3 separate regions of the Mus musculus genome follow, and all the other regions are linked to region 3. Evidence: chromatin contacts called from public HiChIP or PLAC-seq and Micro-C data. All regions are on one chromosome and are shown on one strand. The core of a region is the stretch at or near the end of the contact, and the rest is flanking DNA. Distances in the headings are between cores, read along the strand shown. Region 1 overlaps Pigg (phosphatidylinositol glycan anchor biosynthesis, class G). Region 2 overlaps Ccdc18 (coiled-coil domain containing 18). Region 3 holds the start of Dgkq (diacylglycerol kinase, theta).

Region 1 (4,896 bases), core at 1,731-4,230, 330 kb after region 3:
TTAGATATGGCCCCTATAGACTCATGTGTTTGAACAAGCCTATGGGGGCAAGGGAGTAGAATGTGATGGTTTGTATATGCTTGGCCCAGGGAGTAGCACTATTAGGAGGTATGGCCTTGTTGGAATAGGCATGGCACTGAGGGTGTGGCTTAAGACCCTCACCCTAGCAGCCTGTAAGTGAGTCTTCCACTAGCAGCCTTCAGATGACGATGTAGAACTCTCAGCTCCTCCTGCGCCATGCCTGCCTGGACGCTCCCTATGCTTGCTGATAATGGACTGACCCTCTGAACCTGTAAGCCAGCCCCAAGTAAATGTTGTTCTTTATGAAAAAACCAAAAAAAAAAACAGTTCAAGGGCTGATGAGATAGCTTGGCAGGTATAGGCATTTGCTGCCAAACTTGATGATCTGAGTCCTATTCTCAGGACACAAAAGGTAGAAGAGAACTGAGTCTCACAAGTTGTCCTCTGACCTCCACATGTGCACTATGGGGTATACAAACACACACACAAGTTTAATATGAAGACGTTCTTGTCACTTATCGTTCTGGTAACTGTTAGCTATGTATAGCAATGTACACAGAGAAGCACTACTAACCCAGAAAGTTCCTAAAGAGACTGTGCCTAGACCCAGACACACAACAGGGGATCCTCGAAGGCCCTGTGATAGGAAAGGGAGCAGAAGGACAAGGTATTCTGGGTGGAGCCAAAGCCACTGCTCAGGCTTCCTCAATCCCAGGGCCTAGATACTGTGGGCTCTAATACAACCACACAGCTCCTTCACACTGCTCCATCACACATCACTTCACACATCACCTGCCTAATAAGCAAAGGTTGCCAGAGACCAAGAAGTTCATAGAAAAATGTAAGCCTTGAAAAGAAAGCTTGGTAAGGCACAACAGATCAACAAGGGATCAAACTTCCCCGGGAGCCTCTTGAATGGCCACCTGTTCACTGTCCATCATTTGAAACCCAGAGATTCTGAGTTTACACATGCTCTCTGTCTTCTACATCCAGAAGCCCCATTATCACCTCTGGTCCAGTCCAGCTCTTTCCAGCTGAGAGTAAAAGCATATGACCTGACTACACAACAGAATATTATAGACAACGATGCACAGAAGCCTGGGGAGATATGCTTAGGTCTTTCTCCTGCAGTCTATATGATGTTTGGTCTTTCAAAGCACTGCAGCACTGCAATGCTGGTACATACAAGATTTTCAACCAATTTGTATTAGTGAAAGATTAGCTAGCAAAACAAAACAAAAGCCCACCCACAAGGACCACATCATATACCTTCTTCAGCAGAGTGCTGTCAATGACCATCCTGATAAGAGCAGACAAAATTGCACAGAACAGCGCAGACACAAGTAGCATCACAGCCCCCACTGCCAGCCACGAGAGGCTACAGAGGTAGCACGAGCTCTCAGATGAGGTGCACACCAGGACATGAATGGCCGAAAGAACCAAAAACACCAAGTAAAAGAGCAGCGAAAACACAGGCGACAACAGAGGAACATCCAGCTCAGCCTTTCTGCACAGCACATGTGGAGTGCTAAGGAGGAACAGGGCGAGAACCTGAAAAAGAAGATCAAGGGTGAACAGGGACGCCCAGGGATAGGAAAGTCCACTCGAATTAGCCCAACCCATCCTAACCTGCTGCTCACACAAGAGCAACAACAAAATGACCCAAGGGAAAATTAATTTTAGTTGCTTGCCAAAACTGCAGAGCTTGACTTATATTTTCATCTTTTATAGCAATGCTGAATGAAGCCATTTGCCTCATGCAAATACTTCATGAAATCTCTTAAATCTGGGTGCACAATGGAAAAATAAAGAACATTCCTATTTTCTGTGTTGCACTGACATTCTTCTTTTCAGACATAGGATCTTTGTAGCCCAGGCTGGCATGATGTAGCCATTCTCCCATCTTAGTAGACTGAATTTGGGAATTACAGACATATACCACCATACCCAGCAGTAATGATATATAAATTCAAAACCTTTATGTTTGGCTGAGTTGCACAATCCATTTAACACCTAAACCATGAGAATACAAACATGTGTACCTCCAAAACTATGAGTGTTCCCACTGCCATGGAGTACATGTCATATTGAGCCACTTGTGTGCTCAGGGACAGACTCAGGGTCTTCAGGGCACCCAGGTAATGCCTGAGTACTTTGGTCCCCAGGCCAAGCAGAATGTCTGAATGGTTTTCCTCCAAGTGCAGTTTGACCCAGTTTCCATGTAACTTTTCTGCCATTTTAAATTGCTCAAATCCAGGATCTATCAGACAAAAAGATTAGACATACTTATAATTTTAGCACATTCACTTACTGGGACATTTTTTTTTAATTAATTTTTTTTTAAAGATTTATTTATTTATTATATGTAAGTACACTGTAGTTGTCTTCAGACACACCAGAAGAGGGCATCAGATCTCATTACGGGTGGTTGTGAGCCACCATGTGGTTGCTGGGATTTGAACTTCAGACCTTCGGAAGAGCAGTCGAGTGCTCTTACCCACTGAGCCATCTCACCAGCCCTTACTGGGACATTTTTAAGAACTGATACCTAATGAAGGCAATCTGTTCCTAGGCAGGAAAGGTCAGCAAAACCGCAGTAACACTGTAACAGTTGATGATGTATATCCATCTACTGCCAACATGGCCAGAGCCTGAGTGGGGCGGGGGTGGTGTGGGTAGGGGCAGTATAAGTGGGGGAGTATAACTGGTTGAGAGCAAGAGTTGGGTCCAGGCATGTCCAAACCCCAGAAATCTCATCGTGAGATTGTCAGGAGTAGGGTCATGTCATGTGTATGTCCTGGCACAAGTATCCACCCACACCACCCCATTACCCCCACCACCCTACCACCCCACCAGGAGGTTACATAGCCCAGTTAAACTCCCTGGAATTCTTCCTTATGCTAATGAGACATTTTCAGTGCCCTGGCCCTGGCCAATGATGTACACTCACCCTGAAAGCCCCCACCCAACCACCGTTCAAAGGTTTAAGTAGCCTTTGTTCCCCAGTGACTACAATGGCCACTGAAGATATTGGGACTAAATGTCTGGCTTCTGGGTGTGGCCCAGGCACATGGCTGCCTTTTGCCTTTAGGTCTACAGGTAGTGTTATTGAAGGCAAGAAGCTGACAGTCTGCTTCCCAGATCTGGTCTGTTATTCTTTACTGTATTGTGCTTGCTTGTAACTAAATGGGTCTAAAAACAAGACTTTTTCTTGCTGAGATGCTCTGTTCTTTAAAATGCACCTCGTACTTCATCAGGACCACAGATTCCTTTATCACCCCCAATGTGCTGCACAGAGCTATGTGAATACAACTTATGCTTTGCTACCGAAGCAGCAGAGGCAGCAGCAGTGGCAGCAGAACCCTGCAGGCATATTGCTGAGGACAAGGGTTCAGTGACACAATCTGAACATTTCAGGTTGCACATGTCCTTACTACTGACAATAAGTACACAGCTGGTGCCCTCACTGCTACACCACCAAAGTAAGAGTGTCTGTGTCTACACCCCAAGCCTCCGCAGTGATCTGTATTCATAATCCATGCCTCTCTTCCAGGGAGTCACAGAAACTCAGGCCATCTTCGCCTATATCCCACTGTCTCTATAAGCGATGTATAGAAGCCTGATGGCACCCTGTAGCCCCCACAACAAAGTCACAGAGACACGGGGTACCTGTGTCTATAACCCACAGCCTCCATAAGTAAGTACAAAGATCTGGTCTATCTTTGTGTATTACTCAACAGCCTTACAGATCTCTACAAATAAGCCTCAGAGACACAGGATATTTGTGTTAATTTTACAGCCTCTACAAAAGGAGTCCTAGAAACCTGGGGTCCCTGTTCATGCAGCCAAATGAATGCTTGCTAAGCACCGACTGTGTCCTAGACACGGAATCAACACAAAGGATCTTAAATTTAAAAAGAAAAAGAAACAAAATGGTGAATAAACTAGTACAACTCCTGCCTGCCTCCACTTGGGTTTAGAAGTGTACACAAATGCAAACAAATGCAAACAAAAAATTATGTTGTAGGCATGGACATATGTGATAACCAATTGTGAAGAATGGAGGCCAGAGAGATGGCTCAGTGGTTAAACGCTCTGGTGGCTCCATCAGAGGATTCAGGCTTGATCCCCAGGACCCACATGGTGGTTACAACCACCCAACATTTTTTTTTTTTTCCTTTTGGCCTCTGCACTGAATACACATGATACATAGACATGCACGCAAGCAAAACACCCATACACATAAAAAGAAAAAACTTTAATCACAAAGAATGCTATGAAGGAAAAGCAAATGACAGGAGACATTTGTGGCAATGGGGAGTAACTCATTTTAGATTGGAAATGAAATATGAATAGGGCAAGGACAGACTGATAAGCTGACTGTAAAGGATGACCAGGAATCAATCAGATGAGGTACCGGAGAAGAGCATCTGTCACTATGAACATCTTATCCAAAGTTCCTGGGGAGTGCAGGGTGGGGTGTGGGGAGGAACTATTCCCAACAGAACTCAAAAAAAGACAGAGTGCAAGAAGATCAGATTTGGCTAGATGTTGTGGAAGATTCTGCTGGTCTTCTTGTGGGGTTCAGAGAGTAGAACATGTACTGATGGTGGGATACAGGTAGGCCTCCTAGGAATGAAGGACCCACGACAATGTCTGCTAACCTTTGCAGGCTTGTTTGCTTTCCATTTAACATGGTTCCTAATTTTTTCTATCCTAATAGTTCTGAAACATCAAAATCCTTAGCAGTTGGGTTTTTTGTTGGCAATTTGCTAGGCGATAATTTTGCTAGCAACAACATATATAAAACTACCAAGCAATGGCTGGCCTAGTGACTAATGCTATTCAAGAGATGGAGTCAGGAAGATCACAAAT
Region 2 (4,499 bases), core at 351-2,850, 440 kb after region 3:
TAATGATATGTTAATTATGTCTCATATTTTTTTCTAAAAAAGATATATTTTATTTCAAATCAATAATCTGTCATGAAGACCTCTATAAATGAGAAAAGGAAAATATATTTTTCACAAATGTATTTCATTACTTTTATGTTTACTTACTTTAATAAGTAATGCTTCATTTGCAGCTTCAATGACTTCATTCCTGTCTTGAACTTGTTGATGCAAATTGCTCACAGTATCCTGAGCTTCTTCCAATTCTTGTTTCGCTTTCTCTAGTTGTTCATTCAGTTGTTGAACAGACGTCTTCTGAGATTCAGCAGAAAGCTTCCACTTTGCATGGTTCTCTTGATGTGAAATCATCTTTATAATCCCAAAATTATAAAAAGAAAACAGGATGGAGTTATTCTAATACCTGCTACTATTATTTTTCCTTAAATGTATAGCTGTAAACATCTGATTTCACACTAAATGCAATACTCAAGGAAGAAAAGAACACAAGCTTACATTCACTTAATAGTTAGCTATACATCATACTTTGATTCAGACTTATATAAATTTAAAAGAAACTTTAGAGACAACTGGAGAAATACGAGAAATGACTGTACATGTAATATAAAGAAAATATTCTCATAGTTGGGTGTGGTAGTACATGTCTTTAATCCCTGTACTCCAGGGGCAGAGGCTGGTGATTTCTTCAAATTCCAGAACAGTCTAGTCTACATAGTGAGTTCCAGGACAGTCGGGGCTTATATAGAGAGGTTCTGTCTCAAAAAAGAAAAATCCAAACAAACAACAGCAACACCACCACCACCAACAAAAACCCCAAAGAACAAAGAACAAAACCCAAAAGCATGAAAAAGAAAAAGAAAAAGAAGAGAAGAGAAGAGAAGAGAAGAGAAGAGAAAGAAATAAGAGATAGGGGCATTGGGTCACAATGTTGGTGGTGTTGAGCAGCAGGGAAAAAATTAAAAATGGGTAATGTTGAGAGTGTCACCCAGGTCTTGTGTTGTGGGTTGGAAACACCACTACAATGAATAGTGATAGAGAGGTAGGAAAGATAGAAAAACTGAGCAGTGTGTGCTGTAGAGAGAGGCAGAGCTAGGGGACTGGAGACAGTGATGGCAGTGACAAGATGAGAGGCTGAGGCCGATATACTGTCATTGCTCAGTAGGGCCCACGGAATTGCATACAACAGTCTTGAGCTCATGCAGATGCAGACACAGTCCCCAAACCTGCCTCCCAGGCGGGGAATCCCCCTGGCTCTGGGCAATGAGATGAGGAAAGATTCACTTTCTGGACTGGACCCCTCTGAAGTACCATCATGGTCTGTGATGCCACTGGAGGTCATGTTGGTACCTGTGGGCCATGATGCTGTCTACAGTGAAACCGAGATTCACATGAACACATGTAGGTCTGTGCCACTGACTGATGCCTTTGGCTTTGCTGCTTCGGTAGGAGTCGGGGTGGTGTGGGTGGGTGTCCATCCTGAAGTGAATGGTATTGTCACCTCTTAAGACTGTATTGAGGTCCACGGTCTGTGAAGCTGCTGAGGCCATGACTGGGTCAGTGGTCCTGATACAGCCAGGGGACATGCTGATGTCTGCAGCCTATGTTAGCACCACAATTCATGTGGATGCCCATGATGTGGGCTGCCACTAAAGCCATGTTGATGTTTGTGGGTACAGGAGAGCTGGTGCTGGCCCTTTCCAATTCATAGCACATTTAGGTAGGCAGTGGAGTGAGCACAGGAAAGCTGGCCCTACTCCATGGTGCAGGCTATAGTGTGGACACGGGAATTAGTTGATGGCTTCTGGCACGGACACAGTCAGAGAAAGACTCATCATCCCTTTAGGGACTGGTCACGAGGAATTCAACCATGCCTGCAAATTTCATGATGTCATTTTTATAACAGATGAGTAATACTTTATTGTTTAAATATATCACATTTTCTTTATCCATTATTTGGTTGACTGATATCTAGGTTGTTTCTAGTTTCTGCTATTATGAATAAAGTTGCTATGAACACAGAAGAACAAGTGTCCTTGGGTAGGATGGAGTGTCCTTTGGGTATATGTCTAGGAGTGGTATAGCTGGGTCTTGAGGTAGATTACCAGTTTTCTGAGAAACTGGCCACATTGATTTCCAAAGTGACTACACAAGTGTGCACTCCCAACAGTAAAGGAGGAGTGGTCCCCTTGCTCTGTATTCTGATTTGCAAGGAGCAGGAGGCAACTATGATACACTGGCCAGGCTTGAACATTTGAGACCTCAAAATCTAACAAGGTTATACCTCCTAATAGTGCTACTCCTTATTGGGCAATGGGGCCTTTTGTTTGGTTTGGGTTTATTTGATTGATTGATTGATTGATTGATTGATTGATTGGTTGGTTGGTTGATTTTTGTGACACGGATTCTCTGTGTAGCTTTGGCTGACCTAACTCGCTTTGTAGACTAGGCTAGAGAAGCCATTTTTATTCAAACCACCACACAGGGCATCCAACAACCTCTTCTGGCATACTCAGGCATTGCACACATGTGGGACACAGACTTTCAGTCAAAACACCCATATACATAAAATTAAAATGAAAACTGGAAATTCCTTTTTAAACTGTACCTATAATGCTATATCTTCTTGTTTAATTTATACATTTACTTATTTTTAGGGTATTTTTGGGGGGTTTTTTTGTTTGGGTTTTTTTTTTTTTTTTTAATTTTTAGGGTTTTTAAAGACATGGTCTCAAGACCTTGCTATGTAGCCAAAGTTGACTTCGAACCTATGTTTTTCTCAAATGTTGAGATTACAGGCATGTACAAGTGTGCCTGGCTCAGTCCCCTCATTGTATATAGAAGCAACACACACACTTTTAAAATAAATCTTTGTTAGCAATCAAAAGGAAAAATGTTTTATATAAATTATATATTTTTGTCATACTTAAAAATATTCCCATTTACTAAAAACATTAAGACTTTTTAAAATATTTATTTTATTTTTAACTGTATGCATGTGCGAGTGTGTAATTAAGTTAGTAATGTCTATATAAGCCAGAGGCATAGACATACTAGAGCTAGAGTTATAGGTAGTTGTATCAATCACTGATATAGGTAGGTCCTGGGAATCAAACCTGGGTCCTTTGGAAGATCAATTATTTTCTTAATTGCTGAGTCATCTCTCTAACCTTAAAGGTTATTTTATTTTTTAAGTTTATGTGTATGAGTATTTTGCTGCATGTATGCCTGGTACCCATGGAGGTCAGAAGAGGATATCATATCCCCTGAGAACTGATGGTATAGTCAGTGGTGAGCTGCTATATATGGGAGCTGGGGAATGAACCTGAATCCTCTATAAGAGCATCGGTTCTAGCTGAGCTCCATCTCCGAGAACCATTTTAAAAAGTTATGAACTAGCTGACTAACTAATTTTAGGTAATTTATAAATTAATGGCTTCAAATGGGTAACTATAGATAACAGATTAGAAAATATGAACAGTTAATGGCAAATACTTGAGATGGACTAATAGTTATCCTTAAAGATTACAAAACTTACAAGATGTGGATTCAGCTTGAAAATGTGTTTCATTTGCAGACACAATGTTTTTAAAGAGATCTGAATCTAAATGCATTTAAATAAGACATAGTTACAAGTCCCCTCTCCCCATCCCCAGGGCCTCATAAATTGTTACTAAACTCTCAATAAGAGTTTAATACAAAAGTAGGGGGAAAAAAAAAGCACATATATTTAATCCCAGCACTAAGGAGACACAGGCAGGTGGATGGATCTCTGTGAGTTTGAGGCCTGCTTGGTTTACATAGAGTTCCACAAAAGTAAGCGCTACATCCTGAGACAATGTTCCAAGGGGAAAAAGGTATAATACAAATGCTTTTTTAGCCTTTGTTTTACAGAAAAAAAAAATGTTTTCTTAGCACCAAACTCAAGATTATTTAGAACATATACAATGAGTTTCGGTAATATTTTCAAACGTTTTAAAAGAAATGAACAGAGCACAGGGTCCCCGGTGAAAGTACCCAAGGAGCTGAAGGGGTCTGCAGCCCCATAGGTGGAACAACAAAATGAACCAATCAGTACCCCCAGAGCTCCCTGGGATTAAACCACCAATCAAAGAAAACACATAGTAGGACTTGTGGCTCTAGCTGCATATGTAGCAGAGGATGGTCTAGTCGGGAATGCCAGGAAGGAGGAGTGGGCAGGTTGGTAAGCAGGGTGGGGGGGGGGGGGTGTTCAGAGGGGAAACTAGGAAAGGGGATAACATTTGAAATGTAAATAAAGAAATTATCTAATTAAAAAAAAAGCTTTAATGTTGTTAATCCATTCCAGATTAAGTTAAGTAAACTTTTGGAAAAAAATTGGCTGTTTTTAGAAAGGCTTTTTAAAATACATTAGACAGGGCCTGGAGAGATGGCTCAGTGGTTAAGAGCACTAACTGCTCTTCCAGAGGTCCTGAGTTCAATTCCCAGCAAGCATATGGTGGCTCACAACCATCTGTAATTGGGTC
Region 3 (4,530 bases), core at 1,431-3,930:
ATAAGGATCTCCAAGCCTCCAGATAAGGGTCACTGGTGAGCCTTCCAATTCCGGATTGTAGTTCATTCCAAATATTGTCAAGTTGACAACCAAGAATAGCCACTACAGATGGGCAATCTCTACTTTCTATATATCTTGCTTATATTATCTATATTTTCTCACTTTCTATGTGCTAGATTTGAGGCTTTGATCCTAGAAATATATACTCCTACCATGCCCAAATTGGCTAATTCCAGACAGAAAATGGAGTATCTCTGATATGAAGACCAACCACTTCAGAGCCCAGACTCACATAAAATGGGCATTCTTGTTCTAGAGCCCCAAGGAGGCGGACAGCAGAGCCTACCATGGAGCCCCAGTGAGTCGTGCAGGCCATCAATTCTATAGTTCCTGCCCTAACCACTTATCCCTTAGGAACCCCAGTCAAGGCTTAGGACACACAGCCCTGCTCTGTTCCAACCAAAACTAGGATTACCAGAGCCTGCTTGGCATGTCAGGCCTCTTTCCTAAGGAAGTGTAGCTTGTACATCCTTCCAGACAGCTGTCTGCATGGCTGCAGGCTACCTGACTAGAACCTGCCAGGACGTGAAAGTGGATGCTGGGCCAATGGCCAAGAGTTGGGAAAGCTGAAAAAGACCATGTGCCTTAGCATCTGGGAGAAGGTCAGTTTCTTAGCACCCTGAGCTGTTACGGGCATACACCACACTAGATATAGTCTGCAAAAAGACTAGCGAAGAGGAACAGAGGAACCCTAGAAAAACCACAGGTTCACAATGGCATCACTCACTAAGAAGCTAAAGAATCACTTTCCATGTGTGTGCCTGGTGGCCATAAAGGCCAGAAGATAATCTTGAAACTGGAGTTATAGAAGGTTTTAAGCTGTTGGGAGGTGGTGGCGCACCTTTAATCCCAGCACTTGGGAGGCAGAGGCAGGAGGATTTCTGAGTTCGAGGCCAGCCTGGTCTACAAAGTGAGTTCCAGGAAGAAGAAGGAGGAGGAGGAGGAGGAGGAGGAGGAGGAGGAGGAGGAGGAGGAGGAGGAGGAGGAGATGATGGAGGAGTGATTGGGAATCAAATCTGGATCTTTTGTAACAGAGCGAAACCCAAAAGTAGCTTATTCTACAGTTGAGCTGTTATTTCCTTATTAGTGATAAGAGGGGAAGTATTGCAAGATATTTAATCAAACTGTAAACCCTGAGACTGTGTTATTTACTGAACAAATCTTTTTTTAGTTATGATGTGGCTTAGCCCTTAGCACACATCTTTAATTCCAAACAATGAAGGTAAAGTTAGTTTATAGAAGGAAGCACCCATGTTTGAAAATGATGTCTGATTAAATGGCAAAGTGGTAAATCAGAGAATGATTTGACAGAATAGGACTGCCCACATCTCACAAGAAGAGAGAGGAAAGGAAAGCTATTTAAGAGAGAGCAGGAGAGAGGGGAGAGGAAGAGAGGAAGAGGGGAAGAGCAAGCAAGCAAGCAAACAATTTTACTGGGAGAGTTTTACAGAGAGAACAATTTAGGCATAGGTAAAGACAGAATGAGCCAGAGAATGAGAAGGAGTTAGAAGAGTAGAATAGATTGCTGGAGTTAGTTTGAGGTCAAGCAGGGCAAAAAGTCAGAGGCCGAGAGAGAAGCCATACTGAATCAGTCAGCTTGGAGAGGAATTTGAGCCAGATCAGCAGAGTTGAGCAGCCAGCAAGAGTTCATGAAGCATAAGAAAGGGTGAGCTTATTTGACAGTAAGTCTCAGAGACAAAAAACATTCTAGACCTAGTTTAGATTGTACTAGAAACTTCCAGGACTTGTTAAGAAGACTACTAAGGAAACTGAAGAGATGGCTCAGAGATTAAGAGCATTTGTTTTTTTGTAGAAGACCCTAGATCTATTTCTAGTACCTTCATGGCAGCTCAAAAACATCTGTAACTCCAGTTCCAGGAAATCCAGTTTTCTATTCTGACCTCCTCTGACACCAGGCACAGACAAAATGTAAGCAAATCAATCATACTGATAAAATAAAATAAATATATATTTTTTTAAAAGACAGAGCCTCTCTACATAGCCTCAGTTATCCTAGAACTCACTAGATAGACCAGGATGTCCTCATACACACAGAGCTCTCTCGTCGCTGTTTCCTTCCCTTGATGCACTCTGTGGCTACTGGGAATAGGCTAGAGGCCAGGAACTTTTTGGATCACCATTCCAGTAGTGTTTCCCCAACTCCAAAACAGAGTCGGCCTATAGAAGCAGGGCCCTTGAGGGCTGCTGACAATAGAGGCAGAATGACTCCTAGGTCCAAAGTCATAGGCATTGTCTGGACAACACAAAGCTATGGTTACTGTGGATGGCCTTCCCTTGCATGCAGGTACTCAAAGACCTGGGAACACAGTGGGAGAAAGTTTTGCCATGGTGTGTGTGAGGGTGTGTGTGTGTGTGTGTGTGCGCGCGCGCGCGCGCGCGTAGAATTAGGGGTTAAAGGAGCTTGTGGAAGTCCCACTGAATGTTTCCATATAGCTTCTCCTATGCTTATACGAGCAAAGGCCTCATATATCTAGTATCCTGTGTGGAGAATCTGGCGCTGGAGGTCAGAACAAATCCTCTTGGGCCACCATGCCCCTCTGTCTAGTCCAGAGGCCCCGCCTTTGGCAGGACGGCACCGCCCCTCAGGAGGCCCTCTCCAGTCTGGCCCCGCCCACGTGAGCCTGCGCGTTAGGTAGCGCAGTCGGAAGCCGGGAGCGGGCTCTGCCGAGGGCCCTCTCTACACCGCGGACCTGGCTTTATCGTGCGCTTGGAGCTGGGGCGCTCGGGTTGTGGATGGCGGCGGCAGCCGAGCCCGGTGCCCGGACCTGGCCGGGCAGTGGTTCCCCACGTCTTGGCAGCCCGGCCGGCAGTCCAGTGCTGGGCATCTCGGGCCGCACACGCCCGGGGTCAGGGCCGGAGCGGACTAGCAGAGCTATTGGCTCCGCAGCACCTGGCCACAGCTTTCGCAAGGTGACACTCACCAAGCCTACCTTCTGCCACCTCTGCTCGGACTTCATCTGGGGACTGGCTGGCTTCCTGTGCGATGGTGAGAGTCCACCCCGCGTCCTAAGGCCGCTCCCAGGAGCCGATGCCCTCCTTCCCGGGACACTGCCCTGACCTTTGAGACCTGTCCCTCTTGGCAGTGGGTGGGCACAGAGACAGACTCTGGTTTGAGTAGGACTTTCCTATGGAGGTGACACCCTGCTTTTAAGGTCAGGAAGGAGGGGTACCCTGGGTCTGGCCTCTCTTGACCTGAGATCTCAGGATTTCCTAGTGGGAGGTGGAGACCGAGTCGCCATAGTGCAGTGCTGTTGTTGTAATGCAAAGGCGCTGTAAGAGGCAAGGTGTGTGCTGAGGCAGTTGTTGGGCCTGGGCATAGAGATATGAAGGTAAGACTGAGACTTGGGGCAATGGGGCTCCCACTAGTGACCCGTGTCAGTGACTGGGGCAGCAGGAGTGGCTGGCTGTGGGTCCTGGGCATTCTTGTCCCGAGTGCATGCTGATGCACAGAGGGATTTAATGCTGCTCTGTTCAGGCTCAACTGCTTGGAGAGCTAGGCCCAGCCTTCTTTACAGTTGTGGCATGTCCCAGCACAGCTCCCACCCAGCTGCCAAGCCGGCTGGGCAGGACAGAGGATGGCACCTCTTTCTCAGCTCTCCAGGTAATTCCATGACTGCCCCTCTTTTTATTCTTACTCTTGTGAAGAGGCAGCTTCACAAGAAGCTGAGACCCAAATCTGTGGGGGACATCTGGGCCTTTGACAGTGTCACCTGACCAGGGTCCGAAGGTGGGAGCAATGAACCTGCCCTATTTGGGGAACACTAGTGTGCTCTGGGCAGGATCACTGAGGCCATAGCTCCTCACAGAGGCGTGTCTTCTGCTAGTGAGGATGGCAAGGTTGTCATGGGATCTCAGGGCTAGTAGTGACATAGGAGTGGTCACCTGTTTTTCTCTGTCCTATCTGCCCTCTTAAAATATCAGAGTCCCACTGAGATGGAGGCTGTGAGGTATACACTGACTTAGCTGCATATCTGAAGCTATGCCCCAGGCCGTACAAAGGTGGCCTAGGCAGGATGGTCCTCTGACTCACTTTATGGCTGAAAGTCATAGAAGGCATAGTTTGAAGTCTAAGTCTATTCTGGGAAGGTAAAGGTAGTGGAGGCAAACCCACAGATAGGAGGCTAGACCTAGGATCTCTGCAGAACTGAGAGATAATGAAAGTAGGATTTGAATCCAAGGAACCCCTCACAGATTTGACCCCTGAGCCTAGGTCTGTGGAATCAGGAAACCTAAGCAAACTCCTCATGTATAGCAGCCCAAGGTTCTGTTACCCAGAAGAGGGTGCAGAGCCCCTTCTAAGCAGCGTTGTTGTAGCTGTCCTCACAAGGGTATGGGCAGGAGCCTTCCACCTGCAGGAACATAAGACGGTCTCAGCCTACAGGGAAGGCAGCTGGCAAGACCTTTTGAGGTGGAGAAAATTGAGAGCCTGGGAAGATTCCTGTTAGGTCA

What was found. A called contact is a pair of places that touch in the nucleus more often than the background predicts. HiChIP or PLAC-seq counts read pairs in DNA pulled down with a chosen protein or histone mark.
Region 1: a contact with region 3 is called in an H3K27ac HiChIP or PLAC-seq map of embryonic stem cells, with 5 read pairs. The contact joins the enhancer-like site here to the promoter of Dgkq in region 3. A contact is called at or near these places in 4 of 39 promoter capture datasets (the 3T3-L1 cell line, the C10 cell line, cranial neural crest and 1 more), 3 of 484 Hi-C or Micro-C datasets (the AML12 cell line, the G1E-ER4 cell line and brown adipocytes), 5 of 115 datasets of contacts at active chromatin or transcription factors (the 230-238 cell line, embryonic stem cells and memory CD8 T cells) and 3 of 9 other capture datasets (adipose tissue, embryonic stem cells and pancreatic islet).
Region 2: a Micro-C map of the HL-1 cell line shows a contact between it and region 3, with 3 times the contacts expected there. The contact joins the enhancer-like site here to the promoter of Dgkq in region 3. A contact is called at or near these places in 10 of 39 promoter capture datasets (the 3T3-L1 cell line, the C10 cell line, cranial neural crest and 4 more), 1 of 15 datasets of contacts at CTCF or cohesin (large pre-B cells), 5 of 484 Hi-C or Micro-C datasets (the HL-1 cell line, embryonic stem cells and myocytes) and 1 of 9 other capture datasets (adipose tissue).

Annotation. Positions count from the first base shown.
Region 1 is chr5:108,329,360-108,334,255 of GRCm38.p6, reverse strand. It overlaps Pigg (phosphatidylinositol glycan anchor biosynthesis, class G), which reads right to left. Exons shown (of 13, transcript NM_001310689.2): 7 at 2,064-2,281; 8 at 1,291-1,572. Among named protein-coding and RNA genes, the nearest start is that of Pigg, 19 kb to the right of the region's middle. Within about 2 kb of position 2,980, at least 5 of the 459 cell types and tissues checked have an H3K27ac peak or open chromatin away from gene starts, as enhancers often do. A contact at or near this core is called in embryonic stem cells, where this site is marked.
Region 2 is chr5:108,216,547-108,221,045 of GRCm38.p6, reverse strand. Ccdc18 (coiled-coil domain containing 18) reads right to left here. Exons shown (of 29, transcript NM_028481.1): 27 at 148-348. Among named protein-coding and RNA genes, the nearest start is that of Dr1, 50 kb to the left of the region's middle. Within about 2 kb of position 1,600, at least 1 of the 459 cell types and tissues checked has an H3K27ac peak or open chromatin away from gene starts, as enhancers often do. A contact at or near this core is called in the HL-1 cell line, where this site is marked.
Region 3 is chr5:108,658,980-108,663,509 of GRCm38.p6, reverse strand. It overlaps Dgkq (diacylglycerol kinase, theta), which reads left to right and starts at 2,680. Exons shown (of 23, transcript NM_199011.2): 1 at 2,680-3,067. The coding sequence starts at 2,815. Idua (iduronidase, alpha-L) reads right to left here and starts at 3,179. Exons shown (of 15, transcript NM_008325.4): 1 at 3,012-3,179.